Regions from separate parts of the Mus musculus genome. Here region 1 is linked to region 2. The links are chromatin contacts, called in public promoter capture Hi-C maps. All regions are on one chromosome and are shown on one strand. Each heading gives the region's core, a stretch centred on a gene start, on an enhancer-like site or on the middle of the called end of the contact. The rest is flanking DNA. Distances are from core to core; before and after follow the strand shown. Region 1 holds the start of Unc5a (unc-5 netrin receptor A). Region 2 has its middle 37 kb from the start of Gm40959.

Region 1 (2,700 bases), core at 45-2,544, 110 kb after region 2:
TGGAGCTTTGGTTGTGAATAGAAACACACACACACACACACACACATATACATATGCAGATATACACATATACAAGAGAGCAGAATAAAGCAAAACATTTTTCATAACCTTCTCTATAAAAAGTGGGAAACAAAAGACAGACCGAGAGAGGGCCTCGTGTCTCAAGAAATATAGGAGAGCTCATATCTCTTTGTGGAAGCCAAGACCATTCTTATATCATCTGGCCTGCAGCACCAATTTATATTATCGATCGGCGCTGGAGGCGTTTGAGTGTGTGACCGTCTTCACCCTTCTCATTCTCCTCCTGGCCAGAAGTGGGACCCTCTCTTTCAGATCCCTCGCCCTGTGCACACCGAGAGCGTTTATTTTCCTTCTCTAGGGCAGCCTTCTGTTTATTTTAACCAGCTTAGGGAATGGGGGTGGGGAATAGGAGATCCTCCAGCGGTCATTCTGCTGGGATCCAGAGACGCCCCGTGACTTGCCCAAGGTCACAGAGCCAGAAGAATGTGACACTTCTATTCTACCCCAGGAGTTTGTAGCTCCCAAAACCCTTCTGGTTCCTGCATCACGCCCACGTCTCCAGCGCCGCGCGCGCTCGGGGCGCAAACAACACGACGCTCCTTACAGGCTGCGCTGCGCCCTAAGGTTGTTTCCTTTGGGCCAGCGGCGTGGAGGGATTAAGAAAGCCTGGGGCCACGCTGCTACGCTTGCCCCTGAAGCCCACCAGGCTGTCTTGGGGAGGCGGATGGTGAGACGGTGGGGGCCTGGCGGCTCCTGCGCGCCGGCTGGGCCCCGGGACCTCTCCTGCAGTCCCCCATCCAAGCCGCCCGCCAGCTGCCTACCACGGCGCGCTGACGATCTCGGAGCGCAGCCCGGAGGCAGGGGTGCAAGCAGGGACTGCAGCGGAACCTGCCTGGGGCACTCCAGAGTCGAGCTGCTCTCCGCAGGCTGGCGCTGCGCCGGGGTCGCCGCAGCCCGGGGCCCCTCCCGGGCCACCTGTGCGCCGACTGGCGGACCAGGGTGATGCCAGATCCGGAAAAGCAATCCACTCCGGGATCCAGAGTCCTGTCTCTGTCCCTGGAGACTGAGAGGGGTGGTGGGAGGCCTCCCCGCCCACTACCCCAGCTCCTCCCTGGGGGAGCCTCAGGCGTTGCCCGAAGGGATCCCCGGTGCAGGGGGTGGCCCGCGCTCGCAGCGCCGCCCGGCCCCTCCTCCCCCGCCCCGCCCCGCCTCCGCCCCGCTCCGCCGCTCCAGTCCGGATTTTGCGGCGCCCGCCGGCCCGCTCCCCGGCTGCGGGCTCCGCGCGGCGGCTGGCTCGGTGCGCGGCGCGGCTGGCGCTGCGCTCCGCCCCGGCTGCATTGCTGCGCTCCGGGTGCCCAGGGGAGCCACGCGCCGCGTGCGCCCCGCAGCCGGCCGCCCGGAGGCAGCGCTGTCCTCTGGCATGGGCCCCGGGGGCGCCCCGAGGTGGGGCTCTCGGCTGAGGCGCTGACAGCCTCTCTCCCGCCCGCGGGGCCCCTAGTCCAGCCCGCTCGTCCGCCCGCGGCCATGGCCGTCCGGCCCGGCCTGTGGCCAGCGCTCCTGGGCATAGTCCTCACTGCCTGGCTTCGTGGTTCGGGTGAGTCACGCCGCGCGCGCTCTGGGGAGGCTTGCGGGGGACCGTGCGCGCGAACGCTTAGCTCTGGGGAGGAGGTGGCCGTGACCTGCGCGGCCGACCCGTCTGGGAGCCCCCGGAGGCCAAACTTTGCTGGGCAGGACGCGGGGGCCGCCACTCGCTGCTGCGCAGCTTCCTGGTGCGCTCTCCCGGAAGCCTTGCTTCTGCCAAGTCCAGAACAGCTGTCAGCGCACGGGGCTGGCGAGTGTAGACGCCCCACGCCTCCGGGTGGGGGAAGTTTTTGCTGGTTTCACGGGCCCGGGAGAATGATGGGGGGGGGGGGGGAGCGCGACGGCAGTTTGAAATAATCCAGGAAAGACAAAAAGACAAGACTTGAAGGACTCAAGGCCATATGCTAGTGCTCAGAAAATGGGGTGTGTGTGTGGGGGGGGGGGGGGGTAAGACAGCTCTTCCAGGTAGGACTGCCCCAAACAGCCACTCACAATTTCTAGCTTGGCACCTGGCCTGTGCCCACGTCTAGAACATAGTGTCCTCCTCTGTCCCCACCACACACAGGCTTGCACACGCACACACTCAGGCGTGGAGGCATCCAACAGCCCTCAGCTCTTGCAGCCGGTAGTCAAAGCACTGGGGCCCCTGTGGTGGCCTGTGGTTCCTGGCCTCGCTGCTGGAGGTGGGAGGGGGGAAGAGGAGGGCGAAGGGGAGTTGTTTGCTGTTGGCTGTTGGTTGGCGGGCTCTGAGAACCTCTCAGAAACTCCACAGCCCTGCAGTCTCCCCGCGTGTCTTGTTGGCCACCCTAACCAGCCCCTTCATAACCTAGCCTTTTAGCCCACCTCCTTGCGTGAGAGGCCTGGGGGGGGGGGGAGGTTTTGTCTAATCTCCCAAAGCCCGCACCTAGACCGAGCTGTGGGGGTCCCTAATCTCCTGGCCCCTAAGGATTTGGCAGTGCTGAGCTTCTGGGTATTGGGAAGGGTGCCTGAGCAATTCTTGGTGCTTGATGCCCCCAGAGCCTGCTTCCCGGGAGGTGATCCCTAGGCTGGCAAGGCCAGTTTCTCCTAAGGGTGTGGATTTCTGAACTGCCAATCTAG
Region 2 (2,700 bases), core at 165-2,664:
ACCTCACATCTTCCTGGGCACATTGTTGGCGTTGCATGACTCAGGGACAAAGAGAATTAGAGACCATGACCTCGGGTGCTCAGAGGGTGGGCCGACAGTTCGGCATACACAGAGACGCTGGGCAAGAAAGAGCCAGCCCGTGTGGTCAGAGGAGGGCGAATGGGGGGGAGGGGGTTCAGGTCCTGAGTGGACTGCTGTGCCCCGAGTTTGGGATAGATGCCCAGACTCATCCATTGGAGGGAGGGACAGAGAGATGAGTGGGCAACTCCAGCATAGGTGCAATGCAACACACAGGCTTTGCACCTGCCTGCTCGCTCGCCTGACTGGATTATCTTTCCTCTCCAACTGGGGGCCAGGATGCCAGCAGCCGTGTGTGTGTGTGTGTGTGTGTGTGTGTGTGTGTGTGTGTGTGTGAGATGGGAGCAGCCACATATTGGAATCAGACAAACAGGGCTCAAGTCTCACTCCTGCTGCTTACAATCATGGCCTTGAGCAAGAAATCTCACCTCTCTGTGGCCGTCACTGTGGCTGTTCACTCAACGATGTTGTCCAATCCACATGGTAGCTTACACCTGTGTGGAGTCTGGTTGCCAGTCTGCCTGGCAGCGGGTGGCACAGATCTGGCTAATGAGACAGAGATTCACAGGCTCTCCATGAATGACGCCCTGGTAATAGGGAAGGCCCTATATAAAAAGGGCCAAACTTAAATAGGAAGACTTGGATTTTGGGTTTTGTCCTCTCCTTCTTGCTTTAAATGTCAAATGACCACAGAAGAAGCAACCATGTGACACACAAGCCATGAGTATCCCGGAGGAAGATTACCACAGAGCAAGCAGTCTGTAGTCAATCACTCTCTGGAGAATAGATGGGTCTTTTGTAGGTATTTGGATACATTTTCTGAGCCTCACTCTCTATTAACTGGGCTAGGCATTTTGCTCACGGCTGTGTGCCAAGAATTCTTTTGCCAAAACCAAAGAGTGAGGTCCCTATTCTTCTTGTGTTTATGTTTGGGGGGGGGAGTTGTAGGGGTGGGGAGAGATGAGGGACTGACAGAGGACAGTAATTTCGAATGTAGATGCTATGACGTGAAGGGGATGTGATGGAGACAGTTGGCACATGTGACATGAGTTGGCGTGTGAGGCCTGGATCTTTATGGTGGAACCTTGTAGAAGTGAGTCCCGGGCTGGGACCTGAGTGTGTAGCTGCACACAGGGCAGAGGTTGGGAAAAGCCTGGACAGTGGCAACAGTGGCCATAAAGAAAGGCCTTGGCACAGAGGCAAATGGGCAGGTCAGGAAACAGGCAGTGAGCGACGGGAGAGTGGGAGGTGAGGCCAGATGGCGCTAGCATAGTGGATCTGTTTCAGATGCAGACAGGAAGCCACTGGAAGGCTTCTGTAGGGGGAGGGGGAGGAGGTGCACGGAGGGGACACCACTACTGCCGAGTTACAGGGCACATCACCAGCACCTAATAAACGTCCCATAACCAAGAGAGAGGGTGTGTTGAACCTTCCTCTTCTCAGGTTCCCGTGGCCCCTCTATACCCCAGCTCCAGATCCGGAGACCCCTTGGGCTGCCTTTTAAGTCCTCCCTCGGGGCCATTTGCTCCCTCCAGAGCAGACGACTATAATTGCTGCTTTCCACAATGACATAAAAATCTAAAAGGCACAATCAATACAGCGGCACACACATCATGGTTTTCATTGCAACAGATAAAAGTGTAAACAGCAGGGGTGGTGGAGCTCCTGAGGCTGCCGCTGGCTGTAGGGGGGCTCCCAAATCTGCAGCAGGATGTCAGGGGCTCCCGAGGCTGCAGCGGGGTGGGTGGGGGCTCCCAAGGCTGCGGGAGTGGGAGGCTGGGGCTCCTGAGGCATGGAGGGGTGCTCCTAAGGTTGTATGTGTGTGAGGTCTCGAGGCTGCAGGGTGTGGGGGGGGCTCCCAAAGCTGCGGGGGTGTTCCTGAAGCTGCAGGCTGTTCCCATTTGCAGTGGGGGTGGGAGGGTGGAGGGTTGGGGAGGTGAGGGGTTGGAAAGATGATGGGCGCGTGGAGGGGTGGGGGAAGAACTGCACTGGTCTCCCAGCCTATTCTTTTCTGCCTGAGATCCTTCTAGAAATGCTATCCTCTCCAGCCTGGGAATGGCTCCTGCCTTTAAAATCTGCTGGAAAATCGGGTTTTCTTCCTTCGAGATTCAGCAATCTCTGTTTTTACCCTCACTCCTGAATTCTGATCTGTCCCGTGCTTCCTCAAATCGCCTATGTCTCCCCAGATACGGTTCGAGGTGGCTTCCTAGATGCAGGTCTTAGGACAAGGGTGTCTCCGGAGCTTGGGAACTGGCCTTGACCCTGTTTCCAGCCCAGCCCTTGAGAATCAGCTTCTTTCCCTCCACGTCCAGCCTGCCACCCACAGCTTGCGTGGCAACGTGCACAGAAACATTCATGTCTCCAGCTCTCGCATCCTCCCGGCGACGACTTCCTCAAACTGGTTACTTAATGAACGTCATCCAATTCCGATTCTGTCTTGCCACAGCCTCATTTGCGAAAGCCAATCTGCTTTATGATTTTAACCTCTGGCTAGAAACTGCTCCCAATTTCATGTCATCCATAAACTTGATGAACGATTAGCTTGCTTCTCTGCAGTCGTTCATTTATCCCACCAGCACTTAGTGAGCGCCTACTGAATGTTAGGTGCTGGCTTTCACAATG

What was found. Promoter capture Hi-C pulls out the DNA fragments that hold promoters and counts their contacts.
Region 1: a promoter capture Hi-C map of hippocampal neurons shows a contact between it and region 2, with 1.8 times the contacts expected there. The contact joins the promoter of Unc5a here to the enhancer-like site in region 2. A contact is called at or near these places in 8 of 39 promoter capture datasets (the 3T3-L1 cell line, cranial neural crest, embryonic stem cells and 3 more), 6 of 484 Hi-C or Micro-C datasets (the HPC-7 cell line, the N1E-115 cell line, brain and 3 more), 13 of 115 datasets of contacts at active chromatin or transcription factors (VIP interneurons, craniofacial prominence, differentiating embryonic stem cells and 8 more) and 2 of 9 other capture datasets (embryonic stem cells and liver).

The regions. Positions count from the first base shown.
Region 1 is chr13:54,948,117-54,950,816 of GRCm38.p6, forward strand. Unc5a (unc-5 netrin receptor A) reads left to right here and starts at 1,295. Exons shown (of 16, transcript NM_153131.4): 1 at 1,295-1,615. The coding sequence starts at 1,546.
Region 2 is chr13:54,836,282-54,838,981 of GRCm38.p6, forward strand. No RefSeq gene overlaps it. Among named protein-coding and RNA genes, the nearest start is that of Gm40959, 37 kb to the right of the region's middle. Within about 2 kb of position 1,415, at least 27 of the 459 cell types and tissues checked have an H3K27ac peak or open chromatin away from gene starts, as enhancers often do. A contact at or near this core is called in the N1E-115 cell line, brain, cerebellum and 1 more, where this site is marked.